Regions from separate parts of the Drosophila melanogaster genome. Here region 2 is linked to region 1. A link is a contact called in public Hi-C data. All regions are on one chromosome and are shown on one strand. The core of a region is the stretch at or near the end of the contact, and the rest is flanking DNA. Distances in the headings are between cores, read along the strand shown.

What was found. A called contact is a pair of places that touch in the nucleus more often than the background predicts.
Region 2: a Hi-C map of the S2 cell line shows a contact between it and region 1, with 2.9 times the contacts expected there. A contact is called at or near these places in 7 of 107 Hi-C or Micro-C datasets (the D17-c3 cell line, the ML-DmBG3-c2 cell line, the S2 cell line and 1 more).

Annotation. Positions count from the first base shown.
Region 1 is chr3L:11,798,867-11,802,953 of dm6, reverse strand. Gcat (Glycine C-acetyltransferase) reads left to right here and starts at 2,093. Exons shown (of 4, transcript NM_140252.2): 1 at 2,093-2,235; 2 at 2,596-2,792; 3 at 2,854-3,715; 4 at 3,778-4,006. The coding sequence starts at 2,199. The coding sequence ends at 3,935. It overlaps Cubn2 (Cubilin 2), which reads left to right. Exons shown (of 17, transcript NM_168477.3): 14 at 1-33; 15 at 90-241; 16 at 303-600; 17 at 658-1,003. The coding sequence ends at 869. tRNA:Gln-TTG-1-1 (transfer RNA:Glutamine-TTG 1-1) reads left to right here and starts at 1,412; the gene lies at 1,412-1,483. It overlaps Klp68D (Kinesin-like protein at 68D), which reads right to left. Exons shown (of 3, transcript NM_079305.3): 3 at 4,079-4,087.
Region 2 is chr3L:11,868,947-11,873,033 of dm6, reverse strand. CG5906 reads left to right here and starts at 1,729. Exons shown (of 1, transcript NM_140261.2): 1 at 1,729-2,577. The coding sequence starts at 1,797. The coding sequence ends at 2,387. The region is part of intron 2 of CG44837; the gene reads left to right.

The sequences.
Region 1 (4,087 bases), core at 844-3,343:
AAGGATTTGAAGTAATCATACGCCGAAAGTCAAGTATGTTGTAATCCCTATTTGTTGTTTAACAAATATTTCAAATATTTTCCTTACAGCGTGCAATCGAAACTACACGGAGTTGAGTCAGGTGATTGATACCAGCAATCTTACCAACTGCACGGATTATATCCGAGTTCCAAGAGGTTACAGCATAACGCTATACGTGATGACTGTGCTGTTCGATAGTTTCGATAATAATTATTTTAGGGTATGATTTTCAGTTTTTACGATTTAAGAGAATATTAATTATACACTTCGCTTTCGCACAGGTAATAGATGTACAGTCGAACAAGACCATATTCACCAATTCGGACATACAATGGGAAACCAAAGCTATGATTACATCTACCAACGAGCTGCGTCTCGAAAGCCGTCAAGTATCGTCCCTCAAGTTCTTCTACTTTTCCACCAGCAACCAGTTTCCTGGCGGATGTGGTGGTGATCTAGCCGTTGGTGGGTCGGTGGGCAGCTATCTGGAGAATCCCTCCTACGAAGGACGCAACAGCTCATTGTGCACTTGGAAAATATCCGTACCAGCTGGCGGAAGTCTGAGATTTAGCTTCGCAGGTTATATAATCCATGATCCATTGATTCATGTTGCAGTACTAATTGCTTAACTTATAGAATTCAACATGGGCTCGGAGAGCAATTGTGATCTGGATAATGTGCGATTTTATGACAGCGTTGTTGACGACCAAAGACTTGTGAAAGCAATATGTGGATCAAGAATTCCAGATATGTTTACCATAGCCAAAAATAACGTTATTATAGTTGCTAAAAAATCTCAAAACTTTGATGGATTGGGATTTAGGATGGATATAATAGAAATTGGCTAAAGTCTTTCAGATTTATTTCAGAAAATGCTTCGTTTCATGATCACCGATAATAAACAGGTTATAACTAATCGAATATAATACATTTTAATTACTCATGTATTTCGATGCGCTTGTGAATAAAAAGCTATTCCAATATATATATGAAAATATTACTTTTTGATCTCGACTGTAACAAGAGAGAGCTCAAAACTCGACTATCAGATACCTCTTACTCTACTAGGGTGCTAGAACGAAATATAAAACATTTCGTTGATGAAAAACAAATGCCATTAATTTCTGGAGCTCATTATTTTTTATTTCTTAATTAAGTATTACAAATAATTAATACATAAATATTTCAAATAATATTTAATCTGGTATAGCAACCAAACATCTAGCAACCTCTGCTGACACTTCCATCTAATTATATTGACCTTAGCCCGTTTCAGATTACATTAAACTGATAACCATCGTTTTTCGAAGCACGAATTTTAACAACTTTTTGTTTAACATGTTTCCATTATATGATTTTTATAGGCTTATTTGGACAAAGAATTGTTAGAGGTTCTATGGTGTAATGGTTAGCACTCTGGACTTTGAATCCAGCGATCCGAGTTCAAATCTCGGTAGAACCTTGCATCTTTCCTATTTTATTTTGAATTTATTTATATAATTTAAAAAAATGTTTTTACAACTGCATTTGAATTTAAGTCCAAAATTCAATTTTCGTGCATATAATTATTGATAAATGTACTCTAAAGTTCGACTTAAGATAATACTCAAAAGATTTTTCTTTATAATATCAAAATATAATATCAAGAGTTATAAAACTATTTTTTGTTTTTATTTATTTCATTCGTAAAAGTGATTGCAATAAGCATTACACTATCAGCTTCGCTCACTATTAGCAGCTAATCTTTGAATTAGATTCGTCTTAAATTTAGTCGAAGCTCATGACCTTGGAAGCAATTTGCAATATCAGATACATTTGCGCCTAAGTATCCACATTGTGTTTATGCTATTTAAAAGGCGCGCCATGACAACAAGAGTGAAAGTAAATTAAATCAATTTAGTTAAATGAAAGCCAGCCGGCATGTATTTGCTAGTGAGGGAGGTAAATATGTACATATATATATAGGCATACATATGTACTATTTATAAGTGGAAAACAAAAATCAGCTGCTTGCAGTTCGAGCCCCCAACTAGGGAGACTAGTTTCCATGCCCGTCCACGTCGCCTGGTTGCTATTATTCAGTCAAGAGCGAGTCGAGTCGTCGAGCGGATCTGGACACCAGTCAGCCAGAAATACATTTTCGCGAATAGAAAAGTGTAGGAAAAATCAGTGAAAATATGTCAATTTTCTCCAAATCACTGCTCTTTCGTGGGGGTAAGACTGTATAGCGTATATATGAAGCTCTTGTCATGCCATATGGTTATTTCTAAATGACTTTTCAAATAACAAATATTTATAATTATATTTTCTTTAATTTGAAAAAAAAATAACGCTTTATAGATAAGAAAATAGGAAATATATCTACTCTATGTGTATGAAACATGTGCATTTCTATTTCTGAACACCTTGAAATTTTTAAATATTTACATAATTTAAAGTAACAAGTAACGTGAAAAAATTTGACAAATTCTCTTTAAATACATATAAATATGTGTCTTAATTATACTACAAAATCTTTTAAATAGCCAAATAAATTGCTAGAATAAGACTATATATTTTCGTACTCATTCGCAGTGGGAGGACGCCACTATAGCGCAGCGGCTCAGGCTCAGCTGAGGGAGATCCTGGGCACCCAGCTGGCCGGGATTAAGGATGCAGGCACCTTTAAAGCAGAGCGAATCATCACATCTTCGCAGAGCACTCAGATAACCGTGCAAGGTAGCGATAAAAAGATACTCAACTTTTGCGCCAACAACTACTTAGGACTGGCGGTAAGTGAACTTGTTGCGATCCCAGTGATGTCCACCTACAAGCTTTCTCTAACACCACCAGAACAATCCGGAGATCGTGGAGCACAGCCAGAAGCTGTTGGAGCAGTATGGCGCTGGTCTGAGCTCAGTGCGGTTCATTTGCGGCACGCAGGATATACACAAGCAGCTGGAAAAGAAGATAGCCCAGTTCCATGGGCGCGAGGATACCATTCTGTACGCCTCCTGTTTCGACGCCAATGCCGGTATCTTTGAGGCCATCCTCACACCGGAGGATGCGGTCTTCTCCGATGAACTAAATCACGCATCCATCATTGACGGCATCCGTCTGTGCAAGGCGAAGAAACAGCGCTATAGGCACCGGGACCTGGGCGACTTGGAGGAGCAGCTAAAGGCCAGCGATGCTCGCCTCAAGCTGATCGCCACCGATGGTGTTTTTTCCATGGATGGCAACATCGCACCACTGGCCCGAATCGTTGAACTGGCTAGGAAATACAATGCCCTGGTGTTTGTGGACGAGTGTCATGCTACGGGCTTTTTTGGCGCCACTGGACGTGGCACCGAGGAGTATGACAATGTCATGGGTGAGGTGGACATCATAAACTCCACACTGGGCAAGGCTTTGGGTGGTGCTTCCGGTGGATACACCACTGGACCCGCCGAGCTAATCTCGTTCCTGCGCCAGAAATCCCGGCCGTATCTCTTCTCCAACACTCTGCCGCCAGCTGTTGTGGCCGTTGGTCTGAAGGTAATGGACATGCTCCTCCAATCCAGCGAGCTCACCCAGCGCGTCCAGAGCAACACGCAACGCTTTAGGCAGGCCATGACAAAGGCTGGATTCACCATAGCCGGCGAGAACCATCCCATCTGCCCCGTTATGCTAGGTGACGCTCGTCTTGCCTCCCAGTTTGCCGATGAGATGCTAAGTTAGTTGAAATCTTAATCATCCCTTTATCTACATATATATTTAACTAATATTAAATTTCAGCCCGTGGCATCTATGTCATCGGATTTAGCTATCCGGTGGTTCCTCAGGGAAAGGCACGCATCCGTGTTCAAATCTCCGCTGCCCACACGGAAGCCGAAATCGATCGGGCAATTAATGCATTCATTGAAGTCGGTCGCTCTCTGAAAGTAATCAAGTGAAAAATGGAAATCAAATGGAGTCCAGTATTTTGAATATTGCATTTATATTAAACGAAACTGCATTTATCTACAAACGTTGTAGTAGTACTTATTCATCATGAGTTTTCCAATCCCCAAAAACAAATTAACTCAGAGGTGTTTTTGTGTTTACG
Region 2 (4,087 bases), core at 480-2,979, 70 kb before region 1:
GCATCTCCATATCTCTCCGGTGCTCCCAAAAGTTACGGGTTACGGGTTGGAAGTGCCAGTATGTAAATAGCCGAGCGCTGCAAGCCCATTACATTTGCACAATGAATTAGACCTAGAAGGCTTTTGTACGGCAGGTCCTGCGAAGGATTCTAACCGAATCAGCGTTTATTGTTGTCGACCCCTTGCGAGTTACACATTTTGGGACTGTGATAGGAAAATTAGATATAGAATGTAGAAAGTACTCTTTGTAAAATGAATAATGAAATGAACTAATGAATATTAAATGGGATTAAAAATGTAAATGCGTTGAATTCTATTGAAAAAGGGATTTATGAAAAGCTTTTCGTTTGAAAATGAACGAAAAAATTGTTCTGCCAATTATCTATCCCAATTATTTCTCAACAAATTTACACTGACACGTTTTTGTTGATTATTTTCGATTGCGCATTAACGTTTATTATTTTAAATTCTGTTGGTTTGTGCCATTTTCTGGCATTTTCCAAAATGCGAATATTAAACGACGGCAAATAGTGCAGCGACTGGTGGGAAAACAGTAGATACATCTGTGTATCGTGGTGCTAATGAAACAAATGCCTAAACCCCACGACCTCCGGTGCTGTCAGAATCATTTGATATGGGAGGAATTTTAGAAAACCCCGAACACCCAGCAAACAAAACCCAAAAACTGCAAAAGCTGAATTTACGGTTGAATCGACAATCGGAAACGGGGAACTGAAAACGGGGCAGGCGCGTTGGTGGAACACGGTTTTATGGCGGATTTCGACGGAATATAAAAATAAAATTGGATTTTAGCGTAGATCGTAGAAGGCCGTAAATATTTTTCAATTCACTGGCCCACAAAAGCGTGTCATGGGGGGAACGAAGGGTTGGCACATATGATTTCCCCAAGGGGCGCAAAGGGGTTGCATTTGGATTCTGCGGTTGGGAATCGCGTGCAAATGATTTGGCAGTATTAACTCACCGACACCCGGGATGGCAAAAAATTGCCCGCCGGAGGCGTCAAGACCCCAAAACACTCAAACCCCTAAAGTAGGGAGGATGCTGGTGATGCGGCGGAGCAACATGTGGGCTGGGGATTATCGAGCGGAGAGAAGGCCTCATTTGAATGCCGAGCAAAGCGATTCCTTTTTTTTTTTTTTGTTGTGTGTCTTCGGTGCGTGTGGGCGGGCAACCCTTTTGGGTCCTTTCAACGGCGGTTGGCGGTCCTCTGCTCAGGCGTTAGATACAAGTTGGAGCCCGCTTTGGCTACCTCAACAAATCCTGCGAAAACTCATTTCGTGTTGCTGGCGCCAAATTGATTTCATTGCCTGTTTGTGTTTTGTTTTCGCAGCTAAATGCCAAATTCCCTTTATCCTTTTCGAATCCTTTTGTTTTGTAGAGAATAATTTCTAGTGGCGGTTTCGCCATTATCTTTAACAAATATATAAGGGCATTCCTGCGGCATTTTGATTAAAACTTTGATTGGAATTTCGAGGGTGGTTGCAGAATTCTTGCTAACGTGGCGTGAAACTCGTTTCAAATATCTTTGATAAGCATTAAGATATAAAACATTAGAAATAAATAAAGGATAATGTATTTATTAAAATGAAAACATTTATAAGACCAATTAAATATCTATTATGATTTATAGGATCTAGTTATCAGCTGCTTTGATTCCACCCAGTATGAAATTTATAAGCCGAAACACACTTCTAAATAGTTATTCGAGTTTCTTAGAGAAATGTGTCAAGATGATTAGAATAGGGGGAGGCACCACCAGGAACAGGGGATCCTAGATGGCTCTACGAGTGCTATGGAGGCGAATGACGAATGCCATGGACCGGTTTCATCAGATAGCCTTCAGCCCAAAGTATCTCCTATTTACCAACATCGGGATCTCTGTGGGCCTGAGCATGGTGGGCGATACCATGGAGCAGTCCTATGAGCGCCTCATAGGAGAGCTTCCGGATTGGAACCGAACGCGTACCATTAGGATGGGCATATCCGGGTTGACGGTGGGCCTGGTGTGCCACTATTGGTACCAACATCTGGACTACTTGTTTCCGAAGCGCACCTATAAGGTGGTTGTAGTCAAGATTTTGCTGGACCAGTTCATCTGCTCACCCTTTTACATCGCCGTATTCTTTCTCACAATGGCCATTCTGGAGGACAATACGTGGGAGGAGCTGGAGCAGGAGATTAGGGAGAAGGCCTTAGTACTGTACGCTGCTGAGTGGACCGTGTGGCCATTGGCACAGTTCATCAACTTTCTGCTGATCAAGCCGCAATACAGGGTATTCTATGACAACACCATCAGTTTGGGCTACGATATCTATACGTCTCAAGTTAAGTATCGTAAGAAGCCGGAGCCAAAAGATAATTCGTAAATGGAGAAAAATATTTGGAATATAGCTCAAATCTAATGGTCTTAATATGGTTGTCTACTGTTCTGGACTGCCACTGCAAATCATACAATAGCAGGTCCTGAAAAATGTCATTCCAATGCCTTAGATCCTGGAACTAAAATTTTGGGTGTCCTTAAATAAAATTCTTCTTTGAAGAAAATCAGCAAAGTAGAAAAATTCAAAATCTTTATTCCTTAAAGTTGCCGGCTGTGTTAGCAAATATTTTTAAAGCAAATTTCCATGTAGAACGGATTACTCCTACAGTTAAAAACATTCTTAAAAAATAAAAATAGTTGCTTTTTATTGAAAATATTCATGCTCCTTCAATACATTTTTCCAGTTATTGCTCAATTACCAGGTCGTTGGCGTTAAGATCTGAAAGTAATTTATTGTAATTGTCCAGATATTATAAAATGTTATTCTAATTGTGACGACGGCTCAACCTGACGCCATGTCTCCGGATGTCAAGCTGGTCGTCCTCCTGTTTCCCGAGGATGAAAGGTGACCGCCCGATTCGGGGAAGGATGACTCCTTGTCAAATGCAGAACGTGGGCGGAACTTTTTTTGCGGGGTGACTGCGAAGGAGCAGATTCTGGGCGGAATTCTGGGTGAATGGCATCAAGGACCAGGGAGACACTCGAGCCGTAAGTCCTCGACGTAGAATTGTGTCAAGCATACAAAATAAATAAAAACCCAGGACGGGCGGGCACGAATAAAAAAAATGCCGAAAAGAAAGGGAAATCAAGTGACAAAATTGATGTCAAGATGAGCGAGTGCCGACCGTGCCAGGATATCCACATCCAGGGGGCGCAGAAGCGGGCTTCACGGCCACCGCCAGTTGACACCACCAAGGATAGAGACTAACATCCACTCACACACACATGTCGACTAATCCAATTTAAATCTCTTAACATGATTTGCCGCTTTCTTTTCATTTTGTTGGATTTTATGCCATTATCCCTTTTGGTCTCCTCGTGTCCTTTTGGCTACCGAATTGCCAGGCGCAACGAGATGTCATTTCTCGTTCCACAGTGGATGAATTAAAGGATTTATTTGTCAGATACTCTACTGGCCGAAGAATATAAATTTAATTTAAAGTGCAAATAGCTTCTGAGCCATCATTTTTAATGAATTAAATACTTGATAAGTATTTAAGAACTTCACTACATGATTTTCACTCGCCATCGATTGTCCCATTTGGTCCACTGTGCATGCCATTCACATTCCTTCTTCCCACTGGCAAGCTGACTTCCTGTCCTCACTGTTATCTCTCCCAAGGAGGATGCGCCTTTAAGAGGCAAGGACACCGAGGACCCCAAGCACACCAAGGACTGCGGCCAAAGGGTTTATTTATTTGGTTTAGCGGCGGACTGGCTTGCCTTAGTCGCTCCATCCTCATTTTGTGATTTAATTTAAAAGCTCAGTTCCAGTCCCACCCAGCGAATTCCTTTTCAGAAGGAATTGGTGGATCCTGGGGCTCTGCGGCACGTGGCCAGCCAACTCAGTTGGGGTCCCTGATGAGTTGTGTGCGTGGTTAAAGTATCCCACAATGAGACTACGTGTTGATGAGCGAGTTTGTCAAGCCACCGACGATGGCTAACCAAAAGCAGAAACAACGAAAAAACAGGACTTCAAATTAAGCTGTTTGATGATTTTCATATCTCAATTAATTATAAAATCAA